Linked DNA regions of Mus musculus: region 2 is linked to region 1. Evidence: chromatin contacts called from public Hi-C data. All regions are on one chromosome and are shown on one strand. Each heading gives the region's core, a stretch centred on a gene start, on an enhancer-like site or on the middle of the called end of the contact. The rest is flanking DNA. Distances are from core to core; before and after follow the strand shown. Region 1 holds the start of Phf12 (PHD finger protein 12). Region 2 holds the start of Ksr1 (kinase suppressor of ras 1).

Region 1 (5,158 bases), core at 542-3,041:
GCGCATTAAGCCCAAGGAGAGCCCAGCCAGGCAGGAGCCCTAAGGGCGGCGGGCGCGCGCGGCCGCCAAGCGGCACTGGACCTGGAGCTCCTCCCCTTCCTCCCCCGCCGCCGCCGCCGCCGCCGCCGCCGGCCGCACTCGGCCGCTCAGTCCCGGCTCCCAACCTACAACCAATCTCAGATGGGGCTCACCTCACTCCTCCCAACCCCCATCCCGGGGTCAAGACACGCCGCTGCTCCTTCCCGCAAATTGGCCGGATCCCGGCAAATACCAAGGGCGCAGAGGCGCTCGCCCCAGCGACTAGAGAGTCGGCTAGCGGCTGCAAGCTCCCGTTATTTCTACAGGCCTGGTGAAGGAATGTGCTGAGTAGGGTCTGCCAAGGGGCTCCAAAGGGGTCCCCAGCCCTTACCAGCACTGGAGGTGGAAGGCGGCAGGGCAGTGATCGCAGCACAAGAGATCCCCACCTTCCTTGCAGCTATCGCAGCTGTCGTGGTTGGTGGCCCTGCCGCTTCTCCGGGACTCCTTCTCGGGCTTCCGACTCCGCTTTTCTGCCTCGTCCGTCTTGGGGGGAGCCAGCAGAGCTTGGATTTGCTGCACACACATACAGACGGCATGTGTGCACATTCGGAGCTCCCGGGTAGCCCGTAGTCCCACCGGCGCCGCTTCTCCGTCACCCACCCCTCTTCCCCCTTTTGTCCTTCTTCCTCCCATCCAGGCTGCTTCCAGAACCTCTCGGTCCCCGGAATCAAGGGGAGCCCACCCTAACTGCGTTCCTGCAGCACAACAAGAAAAGCTCCTTCCAAATGGGGAGGACCAGGGTAGGGGGATGGGGAGAGGGTGCGCGGTTCTCTTCTTGCCACTTCCTTGTATGGACAGTGGGGGACTCCAAAGCCCGGCTCGGGAGAGGCCCGAAGCTTGGTACCCGGACGTGCAGGGGGAAGCACAAAGGGGCCGACAAGAAGGGGGTGGGGAGGCCTGCCGGTGCAATGAAATGGAGTGGGCTGAAGCCTCAGGGAGCGAATCGAGGGCGGCTGGTAGGTGAAACTGCTGCAGACGTCCTCGGAAGCTAAGCTCAGTCCCCCAAATTGCAAAGAGGGGAGGAAGAGACTGGGTGAGGAAGAACAACCCCCCCTTTTCCCGGCCCTCTGGCGCTTCGAGCTTAGGGCCGGCTTTGTGGGGCGGAGGTACCCTCCTGGCACTGGGGGGAAAAGGATGAGGGCCACTCTTACCTCCATCAGCCCCCCCGACGTGTCCAAGTCGTACACGATCGTCTTGGTCTCCATTTTCTCCCACATTCATCCACCTCTCGGGCTGGGCGCTCTCTGCTCCGGCCCCCCCAGCCCCGGGGGGAGGGGGGAGGAGGGGAAGGGGGCACCTCTGACCCCCGGTCCCCTTCTCTCTTCCCAACACAGGTTCCGACTTCCTCGCCCTGGCTCCCCCCCACCCCCCGGCCCCCAGTCCCTGGGACGGCAGCGTCCTCCCCACGGGCCGCGAGAGGGGAGCAACCCCTCAGCCCCGGCCCAGCGGCTGGCTGCACAGTGGATCCCGGCTCCGGGGGTCAGGCCTCGGCGGGGGCCTAGGCCCACAGGCTAAAGCTGGCGCTGGCGACCGCTGGTCCGGCCGGGAAGGCTAGCGGGCGCTGCCATCCCGGGCTTGGGGGACCGGAGGGGGGGGTGAGAGGTTAGGTGAGGTTGTGGTTCGTGAGGTGACTCTGGGGAGGATGATGGGGGGTGGTCCCCGGGCTCCGCCTCTCGCCGCCGCTGCCGTCTGCGTCCCGGCTGCCGCGCACTTGGCGCAAACTTACCGCGAGCGCCCGCAAAGCCACCCGCGCAGGCGCCCCGGGATCGCCGCTCGCCGCGCGCAACCGCAGTGACAGCCGGCGGCCTGGCTCCCGCGCAGCCGCGGTGATGGGGTACCCCCCGGCGCGCAGCCGCGCTGGCATTCGCCCGGAGCCCAGAAGCCCCGCCTCTCCGCCGTGCGCCGGCGTACTGCGATTGGAGGGCGGAACCTGAGGCCTCGCTTAGGCGCCTGGGAAAGCGCGTAGGGGTCACGGCGCAGCCGCAGGAACTGGAAGACGCATCACCCATTGGTGTTTGTGTGCGGACCACGGGCTCTGGTCCCGCGCAGGCGTGTTGGGTCGCCACCCTCCCGTCCCCTCACACAGCCGCCTCACGCGCAGGCGCGTTGTACCTGGAGGCCTGCACAAAAAAAAAAAAAAAAAAAAAAAGCTTCTCCTTTCGCCATTTTGGTAATGAGATTTGGGGCTACCATGCCCTTGGAGTCCTCAGTCACGACCAAGGAGGAGCGTGGGATGCTGTATGGAGCTGGTAGCTTTCGGCTGCAGCAGTACCCATATGGATGGTGTAGTGGACTGTTTGTCTCCAGTGTCAGGTGTGTCTGGACTAGGCCGCCATATTGGTAAAGAGGGAAAAAAAAAGCATTGCGACAAAAAAAAAAAAAAAAAAAGACGCTTTTGGTGGCAGATCGGATGACTGCTCTTTCCACTTCATTTCCACTCTCAGCACCTAATTTTAGCACGAGCATTGCTGCCTTGGGTCCCGATGGAACCCAAGATATTTCAAGCTGTTCTTACCCTCTCTTAACCACTGTCCCTGTGAACTACTCCGAAAGAGGAAGTCAAAAGCCCAAACAGTCCGTAATCCTGACAACGCCCAGCTACCTGCCTACAGCTGACTTCAATCCCCATCTTGCAACGCGCAGAGTTCAAAGGGTGAACGGGACCGCTTTGCACTCTGGTAGTTAGACTCGCGATGGATCTGATGGATTGTGGGAGTTGTAGTTCAGCCTTCAGGCGCTGCACTGGACCATAGGATGTACACGAAGAAAAGCCTGCCGGGAAAGGATACTTTTGAGAGCTGCCGTATTGCACACTGGGGTTTGTAGTTTGAGCCCCTCACCTCGCATTCTGAGCAGAGAGACATACCTCTCTTTGGGTGTGCGCTGTTATGCCCTTGTTATCACTTTCCAATATGGACAGATACTCTGCCTAATTGCGAATGAATGAACCCCACTAGGCATTAATTAACACTGGTGACATGCAGCTATGTCCTGCCGTTTCTTTCTTTCGTTTGTTCGTTCTGTTAAGACAGTCTTACTCCGCAGCCCTAGAACTTGTTATGTAGACTAGATAGGTCATGAACTCACAGAAATCCGACTGCTTCTGCCTCCGGTCCCATTTCTGGGATCGACGTGTGCTACTACGCCTGGAATCTCCTAAACTCATTTTTATGTTACTACACACATTATTCTCAGACCCGTAAACCTGGGAGGGACTTAGAGACTATTTGATTTAAATTCTTCATTTCCAGGTACAGAGTGGAGAGTGGTTTGCTTAGACGCATATTGAGTTTATAGCAAACCTAAAAAGGAAACATTTCTTGATTCACAGGTCAGACTTTGTCCCCTACACCGTGTTTACTGTCTCTGAGAAACTATTGCTCCTTCTTTTAGGACAGTCAGGACTGTAAGTCAAAGGGGATATAAATATCTGTGTGAAGTTTTAGTGCTTTGTGAAGTTTTAGTGCTCTCTCTCTCTTTGTCTCTCTGCCTCTCTCTCTCTCTCTCTCTCTCTCTCTCTCTCTCTCTCTCTCGGCCCTGTATTAGTGCCTAGAAAGAATAACGTTATGGGGAAGTGAAGAATGCATGCAAACTGGCTGCTCTTCCGTTGCTATGGCCAACAATAGACTAGCAGCTATAGGAAAGAACTGCGGTGTGACTCTCAGAGGAGAGAGCTGAGCTAGGCTCCTTGAAGGGAAGAAGCCAGGCTTTATGCCTCCTTCCTGCTACATAACCTCAGAAGCTGGAACCTCATATGCCCTCTTTTACTGGCTTCCTTCCTACTACCATAGCACAGCTGTGCTGCTATGTCAGCCTGGAGGTATTACTGGACAGAGAAGTAAGCCACTGGCACACGCCCCATGAGTGAGGCTTTGTGCTTTGGTCAACACATCCATTGCAGCTGAAAACAGGAGCGGGCAGTGGGATAGTGAGGAAAATGAGATTGGCTCTGTTGACAGAGGAACAAATCACTCCACACACTTTTCTCTTGGAGCCTGAGGAGGAGGTCAGCCTAGTTGGGACAGGACTTGGTGCCACCTTGGAGAGCTCCAGCTCAGGGTGTGAAAGGGGACTTCAAGAAAGAGAGCTGCTGGGATGGAAATGCTTCTGGAATCGACCTCTTGTGGTCCATCTAGGCATTGCACTATGAACGAATTGGAACGCCTTGACTTGGGATAGAGGCTAGGAGGAATTTCTGGTCCACATCTTTCCGCTGAAGACTGTAGAAGCAGAAGATGCTAGTGGATGCTAGTCTTCCTTTCAGGGATTTTTGTCTTACAGCTTCCGAGTGCCGTAATTTTCTGTTGTCTGACTCCTGGGAAGATACATTCATCTCAGAAGGCTTTAGGGGACATAGGGAAGGGGCAAATTTAAGTGCATCCTGGCCAGTCATGACTTTAAATTTTTTTCCTTTATTTGTATTTTATGGCTTTTTTGAGATATGGTTTCTCTATGTAGCCCTGGCTGTCCTCAAACTCAGAAACCTGTCTACCTCTGCCTCCCGAGTGCTGGAATTAAGGGTATGTGCCACCACCATGCAGTTTATTTTATTTTTTTTCAATTTTTTTAATTATTATTTTTTAATTATAACATAATTAAATCATTTCCCTTCCTTTTTCTCCTTTCAACTCCCCCCATATATCCTTTCCTGCTCCTTTTCAAGTTCATGACATCTTTTAAAATTGTTACATACATATGTGAATATTTATATGTATATACACATTTCTAAATACACAAGTACAACCTGCTGAGTCTTTTTTTTTTCGAGACAGGGTTTCTCTGTGTAGCCCTGGCTGTCCTGGAACTCACTTTGTAGACCAGGCTGGCCTTGAACTCAGAAATCTGCCTGCCTCTGCCTCTTGAGTGCTGGAATCAAAGGTGTGCGCCACCACGCCTGGCTCTGCTGAGTCTTTATAATGTTACTTGTATGTATGTTTCAGCAGTCACTTTAAAGAGCCCATGGGCAGGGCTCTTGCCTGTCTCAGGGGCCTCTGAGCTGCCCATCCTTCCTGCTTACAATCTCCATGTTTTCTGAGGTCAAGGCAAGCTAGGCCTTATGTACAAGGGTTCAGTCTATGAT
Region 2 (5,239 bases), core at 1,482-3,981, 1.2 Mb before region 1:
CTGAATTTACTGTTGGTGTGTGTGTGTGTTCAGTTTAGATTTATTTTTATTTTTACATATGTTTGTGTGTGTCTGTGTGAATGTATGCCTATAACACACGTTGTCAGCTGCCCAAAGAGAGCAGCCAAGAGATTGGCGTTTGTTTAGCTTCCAGCTCTTCTGCTGCCACCATGGTGGCATGGATAGACATGAGTGCCACAGGCCGCAGGCCAACAAGGGGTCTGTGCCAGGATTTGGGGCCAGAATATGGTCCCAAGAGCTTGAGAGGTGTCTCAGTTAGTAAAGTGCTTGCCATGCAAGCCTAAGGACCTAAATTTGATGCTCTAACACCCATGTCAAAGGTGGGCCAGCAAGACATGTCTGTGATTCCTGGGGCTTCTTAGCCAACTAGTCGAGCAGAACTGACAACCTCCAGGTTCAGTGAGAGACCCTGCCTCAAAACAACAAGGTGGAGAGAGATTGAGAAGTCCACGGACCTTCTGCACTGTGGCTTCTCAAAGCATGCTGTCTACAGTTGCAGCATCAGTACCCCCTAAGAACTTGCTAGAGATGCAAATCTCAAGACCCAGGCTTGGATTTATGGATCAGGAAACTACAGGCTTTGGGTCTCTCATTCTAGGATGAAGGAGCCCTCCCCTTGACTGTGACACTGTTCAAGCTTGAAAACCACCATTGCAGTTTTATTTCAAGGTAGTTGCTTCTCGTATACAGGGTCTGGAGTGGGGCTGTGGTAACAGAAAGGGCTGGGAACATGTAAGTACACCAGAGGGGTCTTGTTCACAGAGTGGGGATTGTTGTATCTTCATAATCCTTTGAGACAGGGTCCCACTAGATAGGTTAGGTCGGTCTCAAGTAAAGAATTCTCCTGCCTCAGCCTGTAAAGTGCTGGGATTAATGTGAGCTCCCACACCTACCTGTATCAGTAATTCTTTTTTTTTTTTTTTTTTAAAGATTTATTTATTTACTTATTATATGTAAGTACACTGTAGCTGTCTTCAGAAACCCCAGAAGAGGGCATCAGATTTCATTACGGATGGTTGTGAGCCACCATGTGGTTGCTGGGATTTGAACTCGGGACCTTCGGAAGAGCAGTCGGAGCTCTTAACCACTGAGCCATCTCGCCAGCCCCAGTAATTCTTTTTGTTTAGCTCTGTTCGATTAATTTTGTTTTATGGGTCTGAGTGTTTTGCCTGCATGCATGTATGTGTAGCCATGTGACTACTTGGTGCTCACAGAGGTTAGAAGGCATCAGAATCCCTAGAACTGGAGTTACAAATGGCTGTGATCCATCACACGGATGCAGGGCACAGAACTCCTCATCCTTTGCAGGAGCGAGCGCTCCTAACTGCTGAGCTATCTGTCTAACCCAACACTGTTTTTGAGGCAAGACCTCACTATATATGTAGCCCAAGCTGGTCTTGAATTCACTATTTGACCAGATTGGTCTTGAACTCACAGAGATCCTCCTGCCTCTGCCTCTGGAGTGCTGGGATTAAAAGTGTGTACACTTGACTTCAGTTTTTACTTCTTTTTTCGAGACAGGGTTTCTCTGTGTAGCCCTGGCTGTCTTGGAACTTGCTCTGTAGACCAGGCTGGCCTGGAACTCACAGAGATTCTCCTGCCTCTGCTTCCAGAGTGCCACTGCCACCTGGCTCATTTTCACTTCATTTTTATTGCTAGAACATGTGAGGTGGACTGATGGGAGAGGAGAATGAGCAGGTGTGGTAAAGCTTAAATTAGGGCAGACTGGGAAACACCACTGCTAAGACCACTGACTGCTGAGGCTCAGGGTCTCATCTAGATAGTGTGAAGTTAGAAAGGAGCTAGCATGTATACTTGATCGCACATGCCAGCAGTTAATATGGGTGCTGTTAGAAACATAACTTTTTTAAAGAAACCCTCTAGACTAGATGGCTATGACTACCCTATTTGATGTGAAGGGGAAACTTGGGCACTCAGAGGAAAGCTATTTGTCCAAGTTCACATACTGGGTAGACCCAGGTTCTCTCTGGCTCGAAACTCTTAGAACTGTTCAACAAATTAATATTTTGCCCATGTGGCATCTACAGGGTATGGGGGGCACTAAATTTATTTTGTTGAGTAAATAGAACACAGAAGAAAGTCCTTTCTCCTTGCCTGCACAGTAACTTTGGTGTGACAATTCAGGGTCAAGCTCTATGTGAACACAAACACAGCCTCGTCGGGTGTTGTGAGATTTTGATGAAGGTGGGTGTTTCTTTTTCTTTTCTTTTGATAGTGTTGGGGAATCAAACCTAGGGCTTTGTGTTTGCCTGGCAAATGTTCTGCCGCTGAGCTACACTTTTAGCGCATTCCCATACATGGTAACCCCTAAACTCATACAAAAATTTTAGGACCCTCAATATCCTACAAGACAGGGGTTATCTGGGTCTGAGCCATCAGCCCCTTCCCCACCCCATTCGCCAGTCTCGGAAAGCTACTGATGTGTGTGCGCTTGCGTGTGTGAGAAGGGTGTAGTAGTGGGAGATGGGGGTAAAGGAATCAAACTCCCTAGACCACGACGCGCACGAATTGGAGCAGGCGCAGAGCAGCCCCTTCTAGACGTCAGGCGGGGCCGAAGTGCGGGCGGGGCCCCGAGGGCGCGGGCCAGAAAGCAGATGCGATGCGCGGACTACAAGTCCCAGAATGCGTCGCGGCCCCGATCCGGCCCCCGCTGTCGCTTAAAGGCTCCAACAACCACAGCCGTCGGGTAGTGGAGGCTTTCGCTTTGCCGCCGCGTCTGGGCGGGAGGAGGAGCGGACTGGGCAGCAGGCTTTCGGGACTGCAGGCTTAGGCGGCGCCAAGGGGCGCTCCTAGTGCAGCCTTCCTGGCTCGGGGCTTTCCTGCCGAGGCGCCCGTGTCCCCGGGCTCCTCGCCTCGGCCCCCAGCGGCCCCGATGCCGAGGCATGGATAGAGCGGCGTTGCGCGCGGCAGCGATGGGCGAGAAAAAGGAGGGCGGCGGCGGGGGCGCCGCGGCGGACGGGGGCGCAGGGGCCGCCGTCAGCCGGGCGCTGCAGCAGTGCGGCCAGCTGCAGAAGCTCATCGATATCTCCATCGGCAGTCTGCGCGGGCTGCGCACCAAGTGCTCAGTGTCTAACGACCTCACACAGCAGGAGATCCGGACCCTAGAGGTAAGGGGCCGTTGCGCCCCACGTCCGGACCCGGCGGTGGCCCGGGAGCCGCCCCACTGCTTTCCTTCCCGAGTTGCATCCTGCAGCGGGGTTGCTGGCTGGAGTCTTCCTCCCTTTCCCGAGCTCTCTGATGCGGCAGCGTGAGGACCTACGACCAGCTCTCACTTTGGAAGAATTTAGGGGAGGGGGGTGTTAGCGTGGAACTGGATCGAGTCTCGAAGACCAGCGTGCCGAGTAGGATGCACAGGGCACCCCACTGCAAACCCCTTTCCGCCTTCACCCTATTTCCAGTGCCCACAGTAGTCATTGTCCCACTGAATCACGCGCCGGTCTTTTCTCCGTGTGCTTTAAGTCCGGTAGCGTGGGCTGGGGCGATGTGGGGGACGTCCCTTGAAGTGTGAGCGTCGATCGATCGGTGGCACTGACTTTCCCCTCACTCCCCACTCTCCTTGTTGTCCGTTTCTTTCCTTTCCACCAGGTCTCTGCCGCTTTTCAAAAAGTGTTTGCTGAAACAGCATTTTTGCTGTTCAGGCGTTGGGGTGCTTGTCTTTGGAGATGTCACAGCGGTTCACTGCTTAAAATGAAATTACCCTTTGACTTCCCTACTCCACCCCAAACACTGAGCTTTGGCCTAGGAAGGATTATACTGGGGAAGGGAACCTTTGGTAAGAACAGGCTACTTAAGGGGGTTGCTGACAGAGATAACCTGGAGTGCAATGAGGAAACAAGATGTGTGAGCTCTCTTCTCTCAAATTATACAGTTGGGAAGTGCAGCATTAAAACGATTTGGAAGAACCAGCCAGAAAGGTGGTTGGCATTTCAGAAGGGGACGCTCCCCCACCCCCTTACACATTGGGGGGGAAACTAGTGCCTTCCCAACTTGCTTTTGCCCAGAGACTGGAAGACCTTTGAAAGTGAAGGGGTTATTTAGTAACTCTTTCCCTAAGAAGGGCCTTTCCCTGGCATTGCCACATTTGGTTTCTGTAGGTCTGAGGATGTCTTGTTAGATACATAATACCCTTTCTCTCTCCTCTCTCTCTCTCTCTCTCTCTCTCTCTCTCTCTCACACACACACACACACACACACACACACAATTGCTAATTGCATCTGCCAGCTGTCCTAGAGCCAGCTGATGATTGCTGTAATTATTACAAGACCAGCCCTCCCTCCTCTCGCACCACAAGCCTGAATCCTTGTTTGATCCAAAATGCTCAGGGTGACTCTCCCTTAGTTGTATTTTCATAAAAGCCATGAAGCCAGGGACATTGGGAGACTCCAAACAGTGCTGGCTATTATTATTGTTTTTTTGTTACAGTTGCTATAGCAGGACTGACCTGGGGTTTGCCTTAAAAACAAACCAACAAAACCCTGCACTGGGAGTCTCTGCATGTGGATTTCTTGAACACAGCTGAGTGTGTGTGTCCAGCAAAGTTCACTTTTTAGGCTGATACAATAGGAGGCCTGTGTGTCATAGTTCTGGGCTCGTTGTCCTGCCATGTATATCTGTTGAGTTGCTATGTTGTTGGGCTGTTGAATGTTCTGGGTTGGCCTTTGTAGTTCCTCCCCAGGTCCCTTTGAGGTGCTCCTGGGTCCCTGGTTGTATGTAGAATGGCTTATTCTTTATTCTCTGCAAATTCTCTTTGTCCTCTGAGATTGCACATCTTGACAAAGTTGTGACATCAGATACCCCAGAGTCTCCAGCTGTTCAGGCCTCTGAGCTGGTTAGGCAGTAGCCTCCCTACTGGGTGCATTTTGAGGTCATCTCTTGTGGCTTCTGAAGGCCCAAGGGCCATTTGCAGTGTGAACAAGACACATGCCCTGTTCTTTGCAATGCATTTGAAAGATCCTTCTGGTCCCTGAAAAGACAGGACTTTGGATGCCATTTTGGATGGGAGTTTGACCTTGGAGCTGGTTCCTTAGGCTTATTACCAGCTAGTTTGGGTGAATCACTTCATCTCCAGGGCCTTCGCTTCCCCATGTGATCTGTAAGAGGTTGGAGTGGTTCCCTTCACTCTGTTTCTGAAAAGCTCTGCCGTCTTGTGGTTAAATGATGGGGGAGGGGGCTGGGCAGGCGGGACTGGATGAGGAC

The links. Hi-C and Micro-C count contacts between places; a contact is called where the count stands out from the background.
Region 2: a contact with region 1 is called in a Hi-C map of CD8 T cells, with 5 times the contacts expected there. The contact joins the promoter of Ksr1 here to the promoter of Phf12 in region 1. A contact is called at or near these places in 1 of 39 promoter capture datasets (pre-B cells) and 1 of 484 Hi-C or Micro-C datasets (CD8 T cells).

The regions. Positions count from the first base shown.
Region 1 is chr11:77,979,449-77,984,606 of GRCm38.p6, reverse strand. Phf12 (PHD finger protein 12) reads right to left here and starts at 1,791. Exons shown (of 15, transcript NM_174852.3): 1 at 1,230-1,791; 2 at 410-591. The coding sequence starts at 1,295.
Region 2 is chr11:79,143,965-79,149,203 of GRCm38.p6, reverse strand. It overlaps Ksr1 (kinase suppressor of ras 1), which reads left to right and starts at 2,731. Exons shown (of 19, transcript NM_013571.3): 1 at 2,731-3,149. The coding sequence starts at 2,925.